Regions from separate parts of the Mus musculus genome. Here all the other regions are linked to region 3. The links are chromatin contacts, called in public HiChIP or PLAC-seq and Micro-C maps. All regions are on one chromosome and are shown on one strand. The core of a region is the stretch at or near the end of the contact, and the rest is flanking DNA. Distances in the headings are between cores, read along the strand shown. Region 1 holds the start of Ptprn2 (protein tyrosine phosphatase, receptor type, N polypeptide 2). Region 2 holds the start of Ncapg2 (non-SMC condensin II complex, subunit G2). Region 3 holds the start of Vipr2 (vasoactive intestinal peptide receptor 2).

Region 1 (3,993 bases), core at 31-2,530, 410 kb before region 3:
TGTGAGCTGGTCATGGGGGAAGTAGACTGGGGAAAAAAATGCCTGTTCAAGGAGTCTCATGTGGTAGGCAAGGGCCTACTTTCCATCCTAAGTAGTTCCTGCAAACTAAACTAGACCCTCGGTGTGGAGAGATCAGGAGGCCAGGAAAGCCTAGGGAACCAGCCCTAAGCCAGCCAAAGGGCTGGGAGAGCAAAGATCCCTCCTCTCTGCAGTCCCTTTCTTTGAGTTTTGCAAGGTTGAAACACCTCTGAAGACCAGAGGCGGGAGGAAGGAGGTGTGGAGCCTGAGGGGAGCTCGGGCCAAGGCTGCAGCTCACCCCTCACTGCCTACCATCCACAGGCGTGCACACTCTCTCCTCTAATACTGATTGTTCTAGTCCATTATGTGTTGTAATTCTGGCCCCAAAGCCTCTTACAAACATTGGGTTTGTGGTAAATCTCCTTAACAGACAAGATTAGCAGGAGGGAGGTGCCATGTCAGAAAGGCCACCAGTTCCGCCCTCCCTCCCTGTCGCCTTTCCTTTTCCTTCCGCGTGTCAGGAAAGGAAAATGTCGGTCCAGTCTTCACCGGCAGACCGAGGATTTGCCTCGTGAGAGGGAAAAGGCAGGCGCAGCGCATGGTAGCAGGAGAGGACAGCCTCCATGGAAGGACCCAGCCACTCACTAAGCCACGTCCTGGCCCTTCAGGTAGCACGCGGAGCGCACGGACACACGTAGGGAACACGAGAGCAGGCAGGGCTCATAGACACTTGGGGCACGCGCAAAGCGTGGACACTCCGGGATGCACAAACACGCGGGGCGTGGACAACCGTATGGTTGAGCTGTCCCAGGTCCTTGACGCAGGGGCCCATAGCCAAAGGGGGTGGGGTCGGTCACTGGGGAGGGAAACTGAGGCGGGGAGGGGGGCGAGACCCGCCCCACGTAGCTGGCGAGGACCGGAAGACGCACGGCGGGCCCGCGGGCCCTGCGGCTGCGCACGGGCACACAGAACCCAGCGCCAGCTCCCATCCCCGCGCCCCTCACTCACCCAGGCGCCCCGGGAGCTGCCGGCCGCGGGCAGACGCGGGGGCGGGCAGAGCGCGAGGCAGCGGCGGCGGTAGCAGCAGCAGCAGCAAAAGCGGGAGCGGCGGCCCCATCCCCGCAGCCGGTTGGCGCTCAGTCCATGGCCGCGCGGGAGCAAGGACCGATAGGGACTTAGCGAGGCGGCGCCAGCTCCTTTCGCGGCGCTCTCAGCGCTCCTGCGGCGGCGCCGGCCGAGCTTCAGCACCGGACAGCGCCACCGGCCCCACCCCCGCCGCCGGCCCCGCCCATGACCACGCCCTCTGTCAGCCATGCACGTTCAGGCACGCCCACCTCGCGGGGGATAGGCAGGAGGTGCTCGCTCCCCTCCCGAGAAGCGGGTTCTATCCCCACAAGCTGTGGTCCCTTCTGCTTGGGATCTTCGAGGGTCACCCTGCAGTGTCCAGATCGGTTCGTGGAGAAAGGACACTTGGAAGTGTGGTTGTGCTGCTGAAACACCAAACTCCCTCTTATTCAGTGTTTAAACTCAACTGTCCGCAGTAAGTGGTGGCAGCTGTTGGGGTCTGCAGGCATAGATCCACTGGAAGCTGCATCTCGAAGGTAGGCCAAGAGAGGAAAACTTCAACTTTGTGCAGGGCCTGAATAGGAGGCTGATGGGGTGGGAGTTGCAGATGGAGTCCTCAAACAGAACAAAAGGAGTCAGAGTGACCGTGGAGTGTACCCCATGCGGCGTCGAGTCCGAATTTTAGACATGTTTACCTGGGGGCCTTCCATGCTCACAGTCCAGTCTATCCCTGGAATGGCCAGTGCTGAGGGACCAAGTGCAGATTCTCAGACCACTTTCCAAAAGACCCATAGACAAAGGCAGGATTCAATGGGGTGGTACCCCTGGCATCTGAAGACTGTGGGAGGTGTGTGTGTATATGTGAGTGGGTTTGTTTTGAATGTAACAGTCTCAACGTATGCATGCTTGCGTTTAAGGGAACAGCCCACTTCCTCCCTCAGGTCTCCCATAGAGCCAGTATCTTTCCATTTCGTGTCATTGTGTCACTGCTAGGAGTCCCAACCACCATCCTGAGTTTGCCCTCCCTTGCCTGGCCAGTCCTCTCACTTCCTTCCATCCCTCCCTTTAATGCCCCTTGCCACAAGGTCCCTTGGAGAAAGACTGCCTCTATTTGGTCTGACTGGGGCTTGGGGCAGCAGTGACGGAGCTATCTTTCAGTCCGGCCTATCTACAACTAACTAAACTAGGTGTTGGGCCTGAAGATTCTGACATCTATTCTCGCGCCTTTGTTGGGCCCCATCCTGATTTTGCCTTCCAAATCTTTTATCCCAGTCTCTCCTTCAGACCTTGTGCCCCCAACCTGGGGAAGTGAGAATGTACCTTAGTAGAAAAAGCCGTTACTCCAGAAGACCACCGCAACACTTCACAGCAACAGGGTCCCCTACAAAGGTGTTGCCTGTGGTCCTGAAAATGCCTGTCTGGTTAGGAAGAAGGATGGTAAGCCTCATATCACTTTGGCTCTGTTCACCATTTTCAGTAGCATTAGCAGTTAGAACACTACACCCCCAAACGGTGTAAGACCCTTAAGCAGACATCAATGACACCGATTCTCTTGCAAACTCCAAGAACTGCTTCAAGTGCCATCCTCAGCTCGTCTAGAATATCCTTGATCCCTGATGCCGAAACATGGATGAGCTCAGGGGTATATGTGTGTGTGTGGGGGGGGGTAAGGATGAATGGAGTAGCAGGGGACTGCCTGGGTGGGCAGATATGTCCTCTGATATCCTAACAGTCATGTCATGACTCTGGGGACAAGAACAACAGGAAAAGAAAACACACAGAAGGCTAGGTTCTTCATGACAGTGGTATTCAGATATCAAGGGCTGTTTGGTGAGTTTTCAGGAGAAGGCTTTATCAGCTTGCCCTAACACAGTTTCTCGAGTACAGAGGAACAGCTAAGTAACCTCCCATCCACCCTTAGTGAGGGTCGCTATAGCTCCAATGTAGAAGGGTCAGCTCTCTACAAAGTCAGATCTGATCACACTGGCAGTGACCCAGGGACTTGTAGAGCCCACACCAGCTGTCACAACCATCGGCAAGTAAGTAAGGCACCAGGGAGACCCAGAGGAGTTTACTTAGGCTTCCTGGGTCTACATCCTGGAGCACTGTTTGCTCTGGGCTGTGGTATCTCTCCCCTCATCTAGCCCTGTTTACTGTTCGACAGATTCTAGGCTGGGATTATTTGTCCTGTCATTATTTGACTTGCTGCTTAACACTTTCCTGAGCAAGGTCCTATCTCACAGCCATGGTCTGAACTTCAGAGCTCTGTGTCAACTTAAAGGCAGAAGAAAATGCCCAAGAGGAAAAGAGAAAAAGGCATGGCTCAGGAGGGACTGCAAGGATTATAACAGAAACAGCACAGGGCCTGGGGAGGCGGTGGCTCAGTAGGTAAAGCACTTCCGTGTAAGTGTGGGGCCTGAGTTTGATTCCCAGAACCCAGGTAAAGTTAGGCACAGCGGCTCATGTCTGTAAACCTGCTCTTACAGAAAGATGAGGGGTAGAGATGGGAAAATCCCCAGAAGAGAAGCAGTCAAGCATAGGGGACGACTTACTAACCTGGAACTGTACTTGGTTTAGGTTGTGCACACATCCCTGCTTTTAACAGTGCACTTAGCAGCCTGCACTGCTGCTAAAGGTTTTTATTTACCCACAGTATGCACACGCACGCATCCCTCTCTGAGAATAATGTGCTAGCAACCTTGGACCCCAGTGGGCTCTGAACAATGAGATAGGATTCTTGTCCCCTTACTAACCATCAAACTCGGACAGTTTATACCCAAATGTATTCCCAAAACATCCTGAAGGGGCAGCCTGAACTGGTTTGGGGTGCACGTGAAATAGGGCAAAACAATGAAAAAGTTCAAGTGAACTTTTAGGAAGAATTTATTTTTTACATTATATCTGAGTAGT
Region 2 (4,166 bases), core at 143-2,642, 330 kb before region 3:
GATCCCACCCAACAATTCTCTCTTGTTTTTCAAGAGAGAGACTTGGAAGTAAAACCACAAAAACAGCCCTGAGGTCACCTGGGAGCTTGTTAGGCAGTGCATCTGTGCCCCACTCCAGCACCCTCCCCTCCTCTGCACACCTACAGGATAATGAGAGCTCTGGGGACCTTGCTCATTCTTCTTCCTACATGTGATCTCCCAGGTAAAATGCCATCCTATTTTACCTTTACACCTGGTGCTACGATGACATACTCAAAACAAAAACCTAACAATACAGTTACAACAAATGATATTTGCAACAGGTCTTCTCATCTTAAGAATAAATTTGAAAATCTCTCATACCTTTAGAAATACAGCAATATGGAGAATTATTGGCATTAATTATAGAGTGTGAATCACAATAAATATGCATTCCTATTCTAAATTGAATAAAAGTAGAAAATAACCTCAATTTGACAACTCCTCATATTAGTAAATTTTAAATATAGCCACTTCATTCCCCGATTCAAATGGCTGAATTGTGAACCATAACTTTTTTGTGATGAATAAAATGGAGAGGGAAAGGTGGGTTGCCAGTATCACCACTTTACTAATTATGGTCACTTTGTTTACTTAAGTACATGTCTTTGGCAACTTAGTATGCCATATAATGTCTACATATGCTACTTACAAACCGTGACTCCGTATCTTGATTTTTCTCTTTCCTTAGTTCATAACTAAGTTGCTCCCTAGATCAGTCCTAGGTATAGGTTCGGGTTCCTCCCTTATGTCAGTGCAAGAATAAATCCAGCGTCTTCACCACCACGTCAGGCCCCAGTTAAGTGTCAACACTGCTGTCCTCCCTAGTCAGCTCCCCAGCCCCGTGCCAGGATCTTCCATGTCATTCTCTGGTCAGGGCTGGGGTTCTCGCTAGTCAACCCGGGTGCAGGTCTTTGGTACTACCTACTCACCCAGGCTCCTTCTCAGGGGTCTTCTCTAGTCAGACTCAGGTCTGCGTCCCCGGTCCTCCGTAGTCTGCATCAGGTCCTTGCCTGAGAGCCTCCCTACTGTGCGCAGGTCATTTTCCGGAGTCCTCGCCAGTCACACTCGGGCCCTCTCCCGGGGTCGTCCTAGTCTGAGGTCCTACCTAGTGAACCCGGGTTCCAGGCTGAGATCCTCCCTGGCGAGCCCCGCTTCTCGGTCTGGGATCCTTCCCAGTCAGCCGGGGGATCCCGCTCTGCCCTCCCGCAGCACCTCCCGCTCCACAAGCGCTCGAAACCGATGGCGGCCGCGGACGTGAGACCCGCGACGGTGTCCGCCGCCCAGCCGCGGTCGCCGGCCGCCGAGTCCTACTCACCTCCCACCCAACTCACCGCGCGGCGCTCACCTCACCACAGACCCATAGTTTCCCGCGCTCGGACCAGATTCAAACACACCCGCGTATACCCCGGACGCTCCCGCCCTCCACCCCGTCACCAGTCGCCGCTCTCACGAGATCTGACGCCGTCCCGGCCACGCCCATATCCCCCACAGCTCTGCAGCCAGGCTCCGCCCCCAAGGCCCAAGCACCGCCTCCTGGGCGTGACTCAGAGCCTCTGGCGGGAGTCTCTTTAGCGCGCTCACGGGATGCGCAGGCGCAGAGCTGCTGGCTGTGTTTCCCGCCCTCCGCCCACACACACCCACCTTCCTTGGGAGCGCTGCTGTTGCTTCTGTGTTCCTTGCCAGCTGCTCGGTGAGACGTCACGCTGATATCAGACGGAGGAGGGAGAGCAAGTCCGAGACTGCTCAAGTGGTAACCAAGAAGATTCTTGAAGAAATCCTGCCTCGGTTCGGGATCCCTAAGGTAATCGGCTCAGACAATGGGCCCGCATTTGTTGCCCAGGTAAGTCAGGAATTGGCCACACAATTGGGGACTAATTGGAAGTTTCTAAGTGTGCTTATAGGCCCCAGAGCTCAGGACAGGTAGAAAGAATGAGTAGGACTTTAAAAGAGACCCTTACTAAATTAGTCATGGAGACCGGCGGAAAGGACTGGGTGACTCTCCTTCCCTTTGCGCTCCTCAGGGTCCGAAACACTCCTGGACATTTCGGTCTTACCCCTTATGAGATTCTCTTTGGGGGACCGCCTCCCTTAACTGAGTCAGGTGGGATATTGGATCTTGGCACTGACTCATCCTCACCCTCTGCTCTTTTTGCTCACCTAAAGGCCCTAGAGGTTGTTAAAACACAGATCTGCAACCAGATCAGAGAAGCCTACACTCCGGGAACCATAGCAGTGCCTCACGGGTTCCAGGTTGGAGACTCAGTCTTGGTCAGACGACATCGCACTGGCACGCTTGAGCCCCGGTGGAAAGGACCGTATCTGGTGCTGTTGACCACCCCCACGGCAGTAAAAGTAGACGGGATCGCTGCTTGGATCCATGCCTCCCACGTCAAAAAGGCACCCAGCCAAGATGAAGACAACTGGATGGTGGCAGCCACTGACAATCCTCTTAAGCTTCGCTTGGGTCACAGGAGTCACCCTGGGCCTAAAGAACCACAACCCACACCAGCCTCTGACTCTAACTTGGCAAGTTCTCGGTCCTGATTCGGATCAGGTCTTGTTTACCACCTCCAAAACAGCGCCGCCAGGGACATGGTGGCCAGACCTAGCCTTCTGCCTCAAACAGATAATTCCAGCTGCTAGAAGCACTCCCCCTAATCTAGTAAGAAGCTATGGATTCTACTGCTGCCCAGAGCACAGCAAGTGGTCCTTATGCGGAGGGTCAGCCTCCTATTATTGTGGCCAATGGAATTGTGTTACTTCCAACGATGGTGATTGGAAATGGGCTAGTGGTCATGTTCCTGACAGGGCTGAGTTCTCTTTTCAGAACTCAGGGCCTGGAAAGCACACCGTAATGGAACTGTATAAAAGGGCTGACTGTCGCCCCGATGATTTAGACAGAGTACTGATCAAATTTACAGACACAGGAAAAAAATATGACATCAAGGCATGGATAAGGGGCATGCGGTGGGGATTAGTTTTTTATGACTATAGTGGAAAGCCTGGGTCATCAGTCATGGTTCGTTTGAGCCTCAGTAGCCCCCGACCCAACCAGTAGGACCTAACCCTGTTCTAGTTGAAAAGCCTTCGTTACTGCTTCCCAGGCCTACCATCCCTGGGTCTCCATCAGACTATCCGACCAAGGCTCACACTCCTTCCTTGGATCGGGTTCCAACCACTCCCATGCCCCCAGATACCAAGAATCGCCTATTTAGCCTAATACAAGGGGCATTCCTGGTCCTCAATCGTACTGATCCCAACATTACTCGGTCTTGCTGGCTGTGCTATGCCTCTAGCCCCCCTTATTATGAGGGAATTGCTCAGATGAGGATTTATAATAAAACTTCAGACCCCTCTCAATGCCCTTGGGGGGAAAACAGAAAGTTGACTCTGGCAGCAATCTCAGGAAGTGGACTTTGTTTAGGCCGGGTACCTCATGACAGACGGCACCTCTGTAATCAGACCCAGCACGTACAGCCTAGCGAAGGTGGTCAGTATCTAGTCGTCCCCCCCCCCCATAGACACAGTATGGGCTTGCAACACAGGTCTCCTTGTGTGTCTACTTCTGTTTTTAATGGTTCCAAAGATTTCTGCATTCTGGTTCAACTTGTTCCTAGACTCCTATACCATGATGATAGCTCCTTTGTAGATGAATTTGATCACCGGGTCCGCTGGAAGAGAGAACCCATCACCTTAACCTTAGCAGTACTTTTAGGACTAGGAATAGCGGCCGGAGTAGGTACAGGTACCGCTGCCTTGATTCAGACCCCCCAGTATTATGAAGAATTACGTACAGCTATGGATACTGATCTAGGAGCTATAGAACAGTCTATAACCAAATTAGAAGAATCTTTAACTTCCCTGTCAGAAGTAGTGCTGCAGAATAGGAAGGGACTAGACTTATTATTCCTCAAAGAAGGAGGACTCTGTGCAGCCCTAAAAGAAGAATGTTGTTTTTATGTTGATCATTCAGGAGTGATCAGGGATTCTATGGCCAAGCTCAGGGAATGCTTAGATATACGTAAAAAAGAGAGAGGAGAGGCAGGGATGGTTTGAAAGTTGATTTATTAAGTCTCCATGGTTTACCACCCTTCTCTCTACCCTAGCTGGGCCTTTAATAATTCTTATGCTCTTACTTATTTCGG
Region 3 (3,959 bases), core at 1,111-3,610:
TCTTCTTCTTGTATTTCTAGATGAAAGCGACATTCTGGATGGATGCTGCTCACCTGTTCAAGTGAAAGAAATAGAAGTAACTAAAAATGACACAAGAGAGGGTTAAGCAAAAATCTACAGGAAGATCCAACGCTTCACCTTTCTAAATTTCTTTGAAGCTGAAATTCATTTCAAATCAGCTATTTCATTTTCCTGATGTGGTTATTTAAAAAAAAAGAAGAAAAACTTTACTATTTTGTGAAACAAACATAAAATCCAATAGAATACTTTTTCTGAGCAGGAGAGTAAACTGACATTGTATGTTGTTATTACTAACTTAAGAGCAATGGGCTGTTAGAAATGTTCATCTCTCAGAATTGAAGAGCTCCCATTTCATAGTCTATGGTTTGCTTAAGTAAAGCAAGTTAACTCTTAGTGGCTGTGGGTGTGCACAGACACTCTGTGTACCTGGGGATCCTCTCTGTGGTCACCCTAGAGTCAGAATAGGTTAAGTGAACTTTCATACGCTTCAGGGCACATTCAAAACTTAACCCTACTCGTACTGGTAACATTGTTATCATTGAGCAGCTTGGTGTGAAACACTTTTTTAAGAATGAGAGGGATTGGATGGAAGAGGCAGCGCTGAGAGAAACAGATCTGATCCAAGGAGCCATGGAAGGTTTCTGCAAAGCTTTCACGGAGTCCTTAGGCACTGAAGCTGAGCGCCAGCCAGAGAGTATAGAGAGCATCTGAGCTCGCAGTCCAGGAAGGCAGCATTTTCTGATCGCTGTTCTTATAAAGACCCAGTGTCCTTCCTCCCAGGCTGGGCTCCTTGTGGAGCACTCACTCTCATTACTTGTCTGTCTGTCTGTCTGCTTCAGTTTCTCCCTGTCTTAACAAAAATTTGCTTTTACAAGACAGTAATGCAAAGGAATCCTGCTCAGTTAGGTATGGCTATCTCTGTGTTTAGTTATCCTACTGTTGATCTAGGCCAGCTAGCATCCCAACGAGGAATACAATTTCCCAATAGAATCAAAGGACAAAACTCAATGTTGAATTTTTCTGCTACATTCACTTCATTTAAAATCACTTGAGGTACCTTGGATTTACCAGCTCATTGCTACACAACCACTAAAATGCAGAGATTCGGAGGTCAAGCAATAGCAACTCACTGATCTGAATTTCAGAACTGATGAGATGATAAATTAAGGTGCTAAAAGCCTGGTATTGCTGACATTCCTGGAACATGGGGAACGATGAAATGTTGGGATGTCTGAAAGGTTAAAGTGATTGGAGTCCCGAGGATTCTCGAGCATCCTTGGGAAGCTTCCCTCAGCTGCCCGTGGGGGCAGAGAAGATATGCTCCAGAAAACTGAAATTTCATCAACAATGACGGATGGATTTCCTTAAACATCCCCTCCCCTCTTGCTGCACACACTAAGCTTAGTTGGCTCCCTCAGCCGGAGGCCTAGATATGTGTGGAAACCTTAAGCTCCACAGGGATACAGTTCTCAGAGCAGAGAAGCAAATGCAAGAAATAAGGCTCAAGCCCTTCTTTTTCTTTCTTAAGAAAGGTTTTCAAATAAAGGGTAGAGTTCCGGAGAACTACATAAAACCAATGCAACCCATGTAACAAACTTCGGTTCAGGGGTTCTTTTGGCTCTCTTAAGAAGAAGAAGAAGAAGAAGAAGAAGAAGAAGAAGAAGAAGAAGAAGAAGAAGAAGAAGAAGAAATAAAAAAGAGAGTATTTCCAAAAGGAAACTTTCTTAGCCACAGCACTTTCCTTCTGTCACATACTAAACAAACACTCAGACCAGGAGATGGAAAGAGAAATATTTAACCACAGAGTAACAGCAGTTTCTATCGGAAGCAAAGTCAGAGCAGGTGGCCCGGGCAGCGGCCACTCTTCTCGCTGGGTGCTAGGGGTGTTCCCAACTCCAGGAGCACTGCCAGACCAGGACCCAGGTCGTCCCAGGGGCGGGGGTCGAGGAGAACTTCAACCCCACTTCTGGCGAACCCGCAACGGCGGTGGGAATAGGAAAATTCCCCTGAGTCCAGCAGCCCAGGGTTTGGTAAGGCTCAGTAGGAAGCATTCTGCTCTGGATTGTCTCCCCTGGCCCCACGCTCCGCCCGCTCGTGCTGGGACTCGGAGGTGAGCCCCGCGGTCCACTGCAGGATGCGCCTCTTCGGGAAGTGGGCGCGGGTTCACTCACCCGCACCAGCAACCAGCAGTAGCAGGTCAGCACCACCGACGCCCTCATCTTGGGCTCAGCGTGCTGCCTCGGTCCTTGGCGCCTCAGCAGCACGGTCCCCTGCTCCGGGCCTCCCAGCGCGGATTTCCTCAGTCTCGCGCCTATCGCCCTCTCCGCCTTCCAGGCTGCAAGTCCCGGCCCCGCCCCTCGGCCCAGTCCCCGCCTCGCGCCCCTTTCTCCTTTTTGCGGAGTCTCTCTCTGGCACTCCGGTCCACCAGATCTCTGTCCAAACGTCCCTCCTTCCACCCCTACTTCCCTCTGAAGTGCAAGACCCTGGGCCTCACCCCGACCCCCTCCTGGCCTGGGTACTTCCCTTGTCAGCCCTGCTCTCTCGCGCTCCTTCCTCCCAGGCTCCCTCTGCTAACCGAGCTGTACTGCCTCCCTCCTCTGCGACCCCACTGTGGGCTGCCGTGTTCAAGCCTTTGGAGAGCTGGTGGCTCAAGTAAGCAGATGCTCACCCACAGAGGGCATTGCCCAATTCCAGGTAAGGGAACTTGAGCGCTGAGGTAGCATCTGGCACCAACTCCCTGTGCAAATGCGAAGCCTGTGTGCAGCACAAGGAAAAAGTGCAGAAAGTGGCTGGACGACCATGGTTAGGTCTGCACTGGTGTGAGCAGAGAGAAAAGAGAAAGCTCTTGCATGGCTCCCCTTGAGAGCCTAAGGCCAAGTTGAACAGAAAGCAGAGACTTCATCAACGCAAAAGTGGGTCTGCTCATCGGCACCCCAAACCCTCAGGTGACACGTGTGTGGCTCATTGTACACTAGGCTTGTGGAGACACTGCCACTGTTCAGCTATGGTTTGGCTGTCTGTCGACAGACCAGTCTAGGGAAGAGCAGAAAGCTACCAGCAGACAATAGTACTCCATTAAGTAAAGCAGGCAAGTTTTAAACTTCTTATTCAGATATAATTTCAAGCCCAAAGTCAGAAGTCTGAAATAGTACAAAATGTATCCTTCACACTTTGGGGTGTCTATCTGCCCATTATTTTTCTCCCCACTGAGTTCATCATGTGCTCCATGACATCAGAGCCCCGTGTACCCTTGGACCTAGGTTTCTATCTGTTTTCTGTCACCCTTCCACTATCTGTGCATCTGCCTGTGTTTGTCCATCAGGGGATTTTATGGAGGAGAAGGTCTGGGCACTAGGTCTGCAGCTTGGGGCCAGGAAGCTTGGGCTCTGGCTTTGTCCACAACCCCTGTCCGCTGTTTCAGCCAGTGAACCTGATCCACCTGCACATTTGTAAATCACAACATCGACCCCTGCCATTGCTCCATCCCAGAGGGTTACAATTAGAATTAGGAGAGCTGATACACCTGAATTGTTGTGAGGGATGCATTCTAAAGTCACGTCCGGATGTTATTGGTCAAAACTGGGTGAGACGCCAGGGTTCCAACCACAGCAATGGCATATATGATGAGATGAAGTGATAGTCCTGACAAGGATGAGATACAGGCACGGGGAGACAAGAGGGACTTGTTTTCCTGGGGGTATCCTGGAGGAGCGAAGGTCCTAAAAAGACTGGTCATGTCTTTCAAGGTCTCTCCATTCTTCTGAATTGGGGTAAGGAGAGAGAGAGAGAGAGAGAGAGAGAGAGAGAGAGAGAGAGAGAGAGAGAGAGACTCTTGTGCCTATGGTGACTGCTTGGTTCTGATGGGACTTCACATTGTTCACAGCCTGGATATGAACCTGAGTTCAGCCTTGTGTTGTGCCCTCCAGCATCCTCCAGAC

Evidence for each region. A called contact is a pair of places that touch in the nucleus more often than the background predicts. HiChIP or PLAC-seq counts read pairs in DNA pulled down with a chosen protein or histone mark.
Region 1: a contact with region 3 is called in a Micro-C map of embryonic stem cells, with 1.9 times the contacts expected there. The contact joins the promoter of Ptprn2 here to the promoter of Vipr2 in region 3. A contact is called at or near these places in 12 of 39 promoter capture datasets (the 3T3-L1 cell line, the HPC-7 cell line, cranial neural crest and 7 more), 3 of 484 Hi-C or Micro-C datasets (all in embryonic stem cells) and 3 of 9 other capture datasets (adipose tissue, liver and macrophages).
Region 2: a contact with region 3 is called in an H3K4me3 HiChIP or PLAC-seq map of embryonic stem cells, with 14 read pairs. The contact joins the promoter of Ncapg2 here to the promoter of Vipr2 in region 3. A contact is called at or near these places in 11 of 39 promoter capture datasets (the 3T3-L1 cell line, the C10 cell line, the HPC-7 cell line and 5 more), 12 of 484 Hi-C or Micro-C datasets (B cells, the Ba/F3 cell line, the N1E-115 cell line and 5 more), 9 of 115 datasets of contacts at active chromatin or transcription factors (astrocytes, cardiomyocytes, embryonic stem cells and 5 more) and 2 of 9 other capture datasets (embryonic stem cells and pancreatic islet).

The regions. Positions count from the first base shown.
Region 1 is chr12:116,483,007-116,486,999 of GRCm38.p6, reverse strand. It overlaps Ptprn2 (protein tyrosine phosphatase, receptor type, N polypeptide 2), which reads right to left and starts at 1,280. Exons shown (of 23, transcript NM_011215.2): 1 at 1,027-1,280. The coding sequence starts at 1,135.
Region 2 is chr12:116,402,662-116,406,827 of GRCm38.p6, reverse strand. It overlaps Ncapg2 (non-SMC condensin II complex, subunit G2), which reads right to left and starts at 1,392. Exons shown (of 29, transcript NM_133762.4): 1 at 1,367-1,392; 2 at 951-1,126. D430020J02Rik (RIKEN cDNA D430020J02 gene) reads left to right here and starts at 1,667. Exons shown (of 2, transcript NR_028421.1): 1 at 1,667-1,861; 2 at 2,185-4,166.
Region 3 is chr12:116,076,127-116,080,085 of GRCm38.p6, reverse strand. It overlaps Vipr2 (vasoactive intestinal peptide receptor 2), which reads right to left and starts at 2,360. Exons shown (of 13, transcript NM_009511.2): 1 at 2,193-2,360; 2 at 1-53. The coding sequence starts at 2,240. It overlaps Gm46383 (a long non-coding RNA gene), which reads left to right and starts at 1,855. Exons shown (of 3, transcript XR_001780734.2): 1 at 1,855-2,051; 2 at 2,582-2,715.